Linked DNA regions of Mus musculus: region 2 is linked to region 1. Evidence: chromatin contacts called from public HiCAR-type data. All regions are on one chromosome and are shown on one strand. Each heading gives the region's core, a stretch centred on a gene start, on an enhancer-like site or on the middle of the called end of the contact. The rest is flanking DNA. Distances are from core to core; before and after follow the strand shown. Region 1 holds the start of Fbxo2 (F-box protein 2). Region 2 overlaps Mtor (mechanistic target of rapamycin kinase).

Region 1 (4,590 bases), core at 1,233-3,732:
CTGGCTGCTCTTCCAGAGGTCCTGAGTTCAATTTCCAGCAACCACATGATGGCTCACAATCATCTGTAATAGGATCTGATGCCCTCTTCTGGTGTGTCTGAAAACAGCGACAGTGTACTCATATACATAAAATAAATATTTTTTAAAAAACTGGCTGAGCCGGGCGTGGTGGCGCACGCCTTTAATCCCAGCACTCGGGAAGCAGAGGCAGGCGGATTTCTGAGTTCGAGGCCAGCCTGGTCTACAGAGTGAGTTCCAGGACAGCCAGGGCTACACAGAGAAACCCTGTCTCGAAAAAACAAAAAGCAAAAAACAAAAACCTGGCTGAATTGACAATCTGGCCTTGGTTTGGATACTGTGGATGCTCAGCTGTGAATATGAAGTGACTTAGTGTAGGTCCCACTGGCAGTGTTAGGGAAAGGGACACTCAAGGGCTCTGGGTGAGGAAAATGAGCTCGAGATCCAGCTAGCCCCAGCCAGCCAATGGGAAAGGGAAACAGACAAAGAGAGATGCTAGGTGACTTGGGAAGAGTCTTCCTCCCCTCTTTTCCCATCCCTCACCCTCAGTCTCCTCATCTGTGAAATGGAGTCATCCTTGTGTCAGACTGTCAGATTTATACTGAAATTCATCCCCTTCCCACAAAGGAGCAAAGCAATGGGGACATCCACTCTTGCTAAGCCAGTGGGGACGCCTGACTCCACAGTGAAGACTGGGAGACAGGACAAAAAGCACTGCCTCCCAGGCTGGGTTCTCCAGGTCAGCCCACTGAATACCCAGGCTGCTGTGGGCAGCTGTGTATCTCTTGGATCTCAGCGCGCCTCATCTGGGCCACCGAAGAAGAAACCTTGAGTAAGCAGACACTGAGTGGGCAGTATCTCTAAAGGAGAGAGGGCCAGTGGGGAGGGGACCCAGCCACCCTGTGTAATGGAGGCCATCTCTCTCAGAGTCCCTGAAGACTGGTCTGACCCCAAGAAGCCAAGGAAATAAGGGAGCAGGCCTGGGGCAGGGGAGGGACAGGTGGCCCGTTCCCTAAACCTCTTCTAAGGGGATGCAGTCAATAGCATCTACACTGTCAGACACTGGAAAGCTGACTCGGGATTTCCCCTCTCTTTAGAGCACACAGTGAGTCCTCCATCAGCCATGGTGAATTGTATACACACACACACACACACACACAGAGAGACAGACAGACAGACAGACAGACAGACAGACAGACAGACAGACAGCGTACTTTCCCCACATTTCTGATGTGTTTTGGTCACATTTTCATATGTAGGGGTTTACTCCTTCATTGGCAATGAGAAAACGGGTGCAGAGGGTCCTAGCATTTCTTCCAGGTTCCACCACAGGACATCATCAAGCAGAAGGAAAAACAATTGTCTGTCCTGCTTCCAACAGCTCTGGAGAGCTGGGCCCAACGTCCTCACCTCTCTACCATCACCCAGCCCTGCCCTGGCCCCAGCAGATACCTGATGCTCCCCGGAAAGGTGCACCTCACCCAGTCCTCTCTCCTGGCCCCTAGGCCTGGCATTGAGGCCCCAGATCGGATTACAGCCCCCCCCACCTGCTCCCTTGCACACAACTTGCCACATTGTTGCTGTAGGAAAGTTATCTAGCCATGGATGCTGACCCCAAGCTGACTCACTCACCTGGATTGGGCCCCTGAGCCCAGGGACTTCCTGGGAGCAGGAAGAAAACGGTAGCCTATTCTGGGGCCCTGTGGATGATGTTGAAGCCAGGCACCGACTGAGAGTGAGGACTTGGGAGTAGGAGGGAAGACTGGCCACCTCTGTTCCCTCACCTCCTCCCCTAAAGAGTGAACACTCCGAGCTGAGCATAGTTAGTGAGGAAGGGATAAGAGTCAAGGCAGGCAGGTCTGACTCAGCAAGCAGCCCCCTACAGGCCCAGCAGGGAGCCGGAGGGCAGAAGGGGTGGGGTCTTTGGTGCCAGAAAAGATGACTGGGCAATCCTTGAGGACCCAGAGCTTCTGCCAAAAGCAGCCTTCCTCACCCCTAGCCTGGTTCCCACGGAACAGCCCCGCTACTCCAATACAAGACGGCCCCTCCAGAGAAGGGAGTCCCTCAGGAAGCTAGGATGGAGGCAGGATAAAGTTTGTAAACCCTAGGACCCCGCGGGGACTCCGGAGGCTCAAGAGGCAGGGAGGGCAGCGCTAGCAAATGGAAGAAGTTCATGGAAGCAAAAGCTTGCAAGAACCCGGCTCTCAAACCCCAGGAAGTCTGGAGCCTGAGATGCCAGAGTCCTCCGATGCCATTTTGGAGACCCAGGCGTCCTCCTCCCTCCACACCACGACACCAGGCAGAAACCTGCTCCCTAGACTATCTCTAGGGTTTTCCTGGCGCGAAAGTTTGAGCGCCTTCTGCGGCGCTGGTCCGCCCTGTCTCCCGAGTCTGTATCTAGCGGGGCCAGCAGCGGATACCTGGATCACCATCTCCATCCATCGCTGCGGTGCTGTCAAGAGAGAAGAGCCTGAGCGCTGCGGGTGGCGAGTCCTGGAGCTGCCCGCGTCAGCCGGGCCCGCGCCGCCGCGCCTCTTAAAGGCCCCGTGCGCCCCGCCTCTGGCCCCCGGCTAAGGGCTGGGAGTCCTGTACCCCCCCACCCCCACCCCCCGCCCCGTAACCCAAGGTGCGGCTTCCGGGAGGAGCCTGGGACTGGAGAGGGGCAGGGACAGCTACAGAATGGGTGGGCTTCTAGTGTGCCTGGAGGATGACTGCAGGAGGACATATGGAGTCGGACTACTGGGGAGTAGAGGGTGCTGGCGCCGAGCCCAGTGGAGTTGGGGGTATCGGAGCTTTCCTCCTCCCCAACCCCCCAGGTAATTTTCCTACGCTGTGATGGGGGCGAATCCGGGGAGTGCGCGGGTGAGGCGGGGCCTGAAGGAATGGTGGGCGGGGCCTTGAGGGCAGTGGGCGGGGCCGCATCGTGAACCAACTCTGGCAGAAAGGCGCAGTTCCAGTACCCAGCGTTGTGGGGCAGCCGGACTAAAAGCTGGTGACGGAGAAAATGGGGTGGGGCGTGGGGCGTGGTCTGACAAACAGTGGGCGGGTCGCACCCCGGGCCTCCATTGGTCCGTAAGGCTCATCCCCAGGATCCAAGGGTATGGCGCAGCGCGACCAAAAGTAGTTGACAAGGAGAATGGGGAGGGAGAGGGGCCAGTGTTGTGGGATGGGGATGGGGCGGGGTCTGATGAGTAGTAGGCGGGGCTGTGTCTTGGGTGCTGTTCTCCAACGTAACCCGGCTAAGAGCAGGTGACAGAAGGAGGGGAGCAGTGAGCGCCCCAGCAAGGAGACGTTTGGCGGGCAGTAGGCAGGTCTGCCTTCCGGGCCACGCAGGCTCGGGCTGTACAGCCCCACGGCCTGGCAGGATCGCTCAGCGCGACGGATCGCAGGTGACTGCGGGAGGGGGAGCGCCCAGTTCGGGGACTGAGGCACAGTGGGCAGAGACCTAGAGGGGAGGGGGGGGGCGCGCGCGCTCTGCGATCATGAGGGCCTAGCGCCTTTAAGGCCCAGGCCTCAGGCTTTCTCCCCTCCCCTCCCCCCACTGTACTGTGAGGCTTCGAAGAACTGGGCTATGGACGCCATCGGTGCTCAGAGATCTGAATCTGGTCTTGAGCAAGGTAGCCCGTTTTAGAGCCAAGCATAAATGGGAGACTGCAGGGGGCCGGGGCGGGTGGGGGGGGTGCGGGAGGGAGATAGGAAGGCTCTTTTCCACTCGTACATCTTTCCTCAGGCTCAGGTAAACGGGTCATATTCTCTGAGATCTTAAGAACGTCACTGAGCCCTTTGTACTCCGTGACCGGTCCTGAGGGCCAGTGATAACCCCCGATCATCATCTCTGTCCCTTTCCCCGTGTGGGGGATGGGGAGGAAATGAAGAGTGGCAAGCTGGAGGGCTCACAAGGCCTCCCATTGTTACCCTCCTCTTAAAAGACTGCTGGCCTATTGAAAATGGCTGGCTCTACCTTCAGTGAGAGCCGGAGCTGCCTCCCCTCCTCTCCTGTTTGTGTGACCTTGGGAAGGTCCCTGGGCGTCCTTAGAGGCTGTTCTTAGGTGCCCGGGTTGGGGGAAATCAGATCTCATGGTTTATTAAGCAACTCCCCGGCCCATGCACCTTGAGCTTCTAGTGACCCAGGAGGGAACTACCATGCCCCAGCCCCTCGTCCCGTTTACTGTGGAAACAGAAGGTCAGAACAGCACAGCAACTCTGTGGCCCCCCGCAGAGTTGGGAATCTCTCTATCCCTGGGTGCTGGGATTGCCACTCGCCAGGGAGAAGGCTCGGTGTATAGCACGGCTCTCCAATACCCACAGGAGCTGGCTAGGAGACGCCACCATGGCAGTAGGCAACATCAACGAGCTGCCAGAGAACATCCTGCTGGAACTGTTCATCCACATCCCAGCTCGCCAACTGCTGCTGCGCTGCCGACCGGTCTGCAGCCTCTGGCGAGACCTCATTGACCTGGTTACACTCTGGAAGCGCAAGTGCCTTCAAGAGGGCTTCATCACCGAGGACTGGGACCAGCCTGTGGCTGACTGGAAGATCTTCTACTTCCTGCGCAGCCTCCAGAGGAACCT
Region 2 (4,395 bases), core at 1,199-3,698, 330 kb before region 1:
AGAGCTAGCTACTTCCAAGGCAGTACCACCAACTTGAAATCGCCACAGTGTCACATGGATGAACTCTCCCACCCCCTAGCCCCACCTTCCACTCTACTTTTCTAGGCTCTGTGGCCTGTGGTGGCAGAGGAGAGGACAGTGTAACACGTCCCTGCAGTGATGGGTTTAGAACTATGCTTCTTCAATCGCCATTACACATTTCAAGGTTAAGTTAGAACGAGTATAATTTTGGAATTTGATAGGAAAAAAGAAAACCACCCAAAATTTGAAATTCTAATCAGACTGACAAGTCTAGTGTAAATGAAAAATAAGGGGCTGGTGAGATGGCTCAGTGGGTAAGAGCACCCGACTGTTCTTCCAAAGGTCCAGAGTTCAAATCCCAGCACCCACATGGTGGCTCACAGCCATCTGTAACAAGATCTGACTCCCTCTTCCGGAATGTCTGAAGACAGCTACAGTGTACTTACATATAATAAATAAATAAATCTTTAAAAAAAAAAAAGAAAAATAAGCTTTCCTTATCTATCCAGATGTGACAGTGGATCTCCAGTGTTTACATTTGGGACTAAGTTATTAATAAATGGCCACAGTTTCTCTGGACATGGCATTGTGCTCAGAGGTGACCTGGGTAGAAGGTGACACAGACGATCAGCGAGGCATGTGTGAGCCTACACCACAGACAGATACACTAGAGAACTTCTAGACGCGGCACTTTAAATATTAAAGACACAAACAAACAACTTGAGATAAATTAGAGGAAGCAAATCATGACAAACTGTAATCTTGGAGCCCACGACTACTGCTCAATACACAGCAAGCCAGCTGTGCTGATGAAACTGACATAAAATACCTTGCTTGTAATGTCTGTTAATAAAAATGGCTGCCCATTAATTAAATTACCATTTTATGCCTCACTATAAACAATAAATGTCCACTGTGGGGTTGGGGAGGAGCCTTGAGCAAAGGGAAGAGAGCCAGGTCGGAGCTCTGCGTGCCGTACCGTACCTGGCCATGGGGTTGTAGGCCTGCGCCAGGGCCCAGCATGAGCGCAGGGAGGGCGATGAGGAGTCCTTCAGAAGCTCCAGACTCAAGCGCCTCAGCCACTCCAGCCAGTCGTCCTTGGAGACCCTTCTGGCAGCTCCCCAGGCCTGTGATACCATAGGTGACAATGAGAAACCATCAAATTTAAGGGCCAGTTGTGAGGCGCAACCATGGCAACCTATGTCACCACCATTCTGCTCTGATTAGTAAATTCATACCTACTATGATAAAGCTCTCCCAGAACATAAGCAAAGCAGTGATGTTTCATTAAAATACATAAAGCAAAAGTGGTGGCCCCAAGAACATAGCACAGTGTGGGAAAGGCCACCTGCTGGTGCTGGACTCTCCAGAACCAATGTGACCAGGTCTGTCACATTCAGAGCGTGTGCCTTCAATGAAGTCTAAGGGCCACTGCAGTACAGAAGTGAGCTGGGCATTCGGCGCTATAGTAAGAATTCTGGAATTTTGGTTTCTTTAAAAACAAGACAGAAATACTGTAAGAATATATTTTTGTGGCCATCACTGGAAAGAGAGGCCCACTGGACAGGCAAACTTTATATGCCCCAGTACAGGGGAACGCCAGGGCCAAAAAATGGGAATGGGTGGGTAGGGGAGGTGGGGGTGTGGGAGGCTTTTGGGATAGCATTGGAAATGTAATTGAGGAAATATGTAATAAAAAAAAAAAAAAAAAAAAGAATATGTTTTTGTTTAACCCCAGGTGTGGGATATGGGGTTGCTTTGTAGCAGCTGACTATGATTTGACTTGTGCTCTAGAAGAGGAATGGCTTTGTCAGCTGCAGATAGTTTTTGTGATTGTGTGACATTTGGGAGTTTTTCAGAGGGTGTATAAATGCTAGAGTCCCACTAGGTGGGCTTGGTTGCAGTTTGTTAGTAGTTGAGCTCAAAGAAGAAACAAGGGAAAGAAATTAGATCAAAGATCTCTGTCTGTCTGTCTGTCTGTCTGTGTCTCCCCCCAACCCCCATCCTCCTTTCTCTCCTATCTAGTGGTAGGGGGTGAAACCAGGAGGAATAAAGAATGTGAAAAAGAAGAACCCACGGAGAAGCGAAGAGCAGCTGCACAGCACAACCTGTGTGCAGAAGAGCAGAAGAGCTAACTCCTAGAGAGAGAAACTGCCAGGCTACACCAGCGGACGGACCAGAAGCTTCCTCAAAGCCCTGACCTCTCCAGGCAGCAAGTGAGCTCTGTGGAGCTCAGGTATGGCTTAGTGGCTGAGAACATCATGTATGAGACCCTAGGTTCCATCCCTGGCCCCACAAAGTATTCCTGGAACAGCCTGGGTAGGTAAGTGGAGGCATCAGGCTCTGGAAGAGTCTAGTGTAGAGGCCAAAGCCACACCCAGGAACTCAAGGGCTTGAATTTAAATCTCAGTTATGTAACTTTTGGCTCCCTGATCTTTGGAACTTAATGCCCTGTGTCTGTCTTCTTATTTATAAGTGAACTTTAGCAGTGTGGGCATGTTGTTGTTCCTGAAGCCTGAATGCTGGTGGAATCCCAACCTGGCCACTCAGCTACAACACTGAGCCTCAGGCTTCTTATAACTGTATCCAGGCGGCCTACCTCAAAGTGATGAACAAAATGTGTCAAGACAGGCAAAAAGCTGGCTACATTCCAGGCTCTGGTCAGCAGAGACCATTCAGTACTTACTAGCAAAGTTCTAAGAGCTAGATATTCAAAGTGTGGTCCACGGCCAGACCTGGGAGCTCTTTACAGTTATCTCCCATGACCTCAGACATTTCACAGCAGAATAAATATTTTAATAAGATCCCTAGAAATTAGGAAGCCCAATGAAAAGGAGAAGAGTAAAACTCACTGCTTTAAACAGCCCACGTAGGTTTTATGCTAATCAGGGCCTTACCAGCTTCTGTGGTTTGCATATGAAATGCCTCCGACTGATTCACCTGGCTCCCAGGGTGGTGGTGCTGAGGAAGTGACTCAGTGGGTGAGGATCCTGCAGATTTATAGCCCAGTCCCACTTCCTGCTCTGTCTCTGCTTCCTGAGCATGGATGCAATGTGACCAGCCGGTCTCCTGCTCCCACTGCCATATCGTACCTGCCATTATGGACTATGTCCCTTTGGAACTGTAAGCAAAAATACACCCGATCTCTTCAGGTTGCTTCTGTGGGAGTCTTTTACCACAGCAGCAGGAAAAGAAACTGAGACACCAACTTTGTTCTCATGAGAGCGCTTTTTCTTTTTTCTTTTTTTTCCACAAAGGTCCTACTAATGAAGGTCTGAGCAAACACAAAAGATACTTTATTTTCTACATGAAAAAAAAAAAACAACTCACAGCTGACTGGGGCTGAAGAGCTGGCTCAGCAGTTAAGAGCACTTGCTGCAGGGAGCATGGGGCAGGAGGTTTACACGTTTAAGGTCAGCCTAGACTACGTAGTGAGTTCAGGACCAGCCAGAGCTGCAAAGTGTGACCCTGTCACAGAGCAACAGCAACAAAAGAAAATGAAGTAAACAAAAAAGCAAAGGTAACAAGCAAATCAATGTAATGGCCTAAGTTCATGACGCTGAGGTTCTTAGGCTGATAGCTAGCTGGTGTACATTCAAGGTGCTGAGAGATGAAGGTTTTGAATGAGAGAAAAAAAACAGAGCCCTGCTTCCCAATCCCCCTGGAAACAATGGACCTGCCTTTTGGAGGTTGATGGTGCTGACATGCAGTTTCTTCATGGGTCCTGTCTCAACTGGTCCACTGGCCAGGGCATCTCCCTGGCTGCTCCTTAGCATTCGATGCTGGTAAATCAAAGGGTCTTCTTCCTCATCAGCAAGTGTGTACCCCTGCAAGCAGAGATGTACTGAAAACACCCGCACCTCCACATATGATCCCAGCTTATAAAACATGCACGAACCTCAGGAGATCCCTACCTGCAAGAGCCAGGATTTCAACAAGCAGTATGCATGGCACCTATACACAAAATAACCATGTGCCTGAACTCCCTGCTGGGGTCACGGACAAACCTTTAATGGGTAAGTCATAAAAAAGCCAGACAAAGGCAAACTGTGAGCACAAATAAACGATCAGCTATTTAGGGCACCAATGGCACACAGCTTGCTGCCTGTTTCCATACAGCCTAGGAGCTAAAAACAATTCATTTCAATCTCAAGTAGTCAAAATAAAATTTAATCCTTTACAATTTATGAAAATTGTGAGAAACTCAAATTTCAGTGTCCACAAATAAAATCTAACTGGACTGAGGCCAGACTCATTAGTTTTGTGTTATGTGGATGGCTTCAACAGAAACCATACAGAGAAGCCATACAGCCTATAGTGCTGAAAAACACTACTTCTCCAGCAGCCTGTCTGCCAGTCCTAGCCAGGGCTGAA

What was found. HiCAR-type assays count read pairs that join an accessible place to other places.
Region 2: a HiCAR-type map of kidney shows a contact between it and region 1, with 2.3 times the contacts expected there. The contact joins the enhancer-like site here to the promoter of Fbxo2 in region 1. A contact is called at or near these places in 17 of 39 promoter capture datasets (the 3T3-L1 cell line, 3T3-L1-derived adipocytes, the C10 cell line and 10 more), 2 of 15 datasets of contacts at CTCF or cohesin (large pre-B cells and pro-B cells), 3 of 484 Hi-C or Micro-C datasets (the N1E-115 cell line, embryonic stem cells and nephron progenitors), 11 of 115 datasets of contacts at active chromatin or transcription factors (SST interneurons, astrocytes, bone marrow-derived macrophages and 8 more) and 1 of 9 other capture datasets (adipose tissue).

Annotation. Positions count from the first base shown.
Region 1 is chr4:148,158,560-148,163,149 of GRCm38.p6, reverse strand. It overlaps Fbxo2 (F-box protein 2), which reads right to left and starts at 2,482. Exons shown (of 6, transcript NM_176848.1): 1 at 2,439-2,482. The coding sequence starts at 2,460. It overlaps Fbxo44 (F-box protein 44), which reads left to right and starts at 3,056. Exons shown (of 6, transcript NM_173401.5): 1 at 3,056-3,407; 2 at 4,327-4,590. The coding sequence starts at 4,349.
Region 2 is chr4:148,486,229-148,490,623 of GRCm38.p6, reverse strand. Mtor (mechanistic target of rapamycin kinase) reads right to left here. Exons shown (of 58, transcript NM_020009.2): 25 at 3,702-3,848; 26 at 1,006-1,148. Among named protein-coding and RNA genes, the nearest start is that of Angptl7, 12 kb to the left of the region's middle. Within about 2 kb of position 2,448, at least 24 of the 459 cell types and tissues checked have an H3K27ac peak or open chromatin away from gene starts, as enhancers often do. A contact at or near this core is called in kidney, where this site is marked.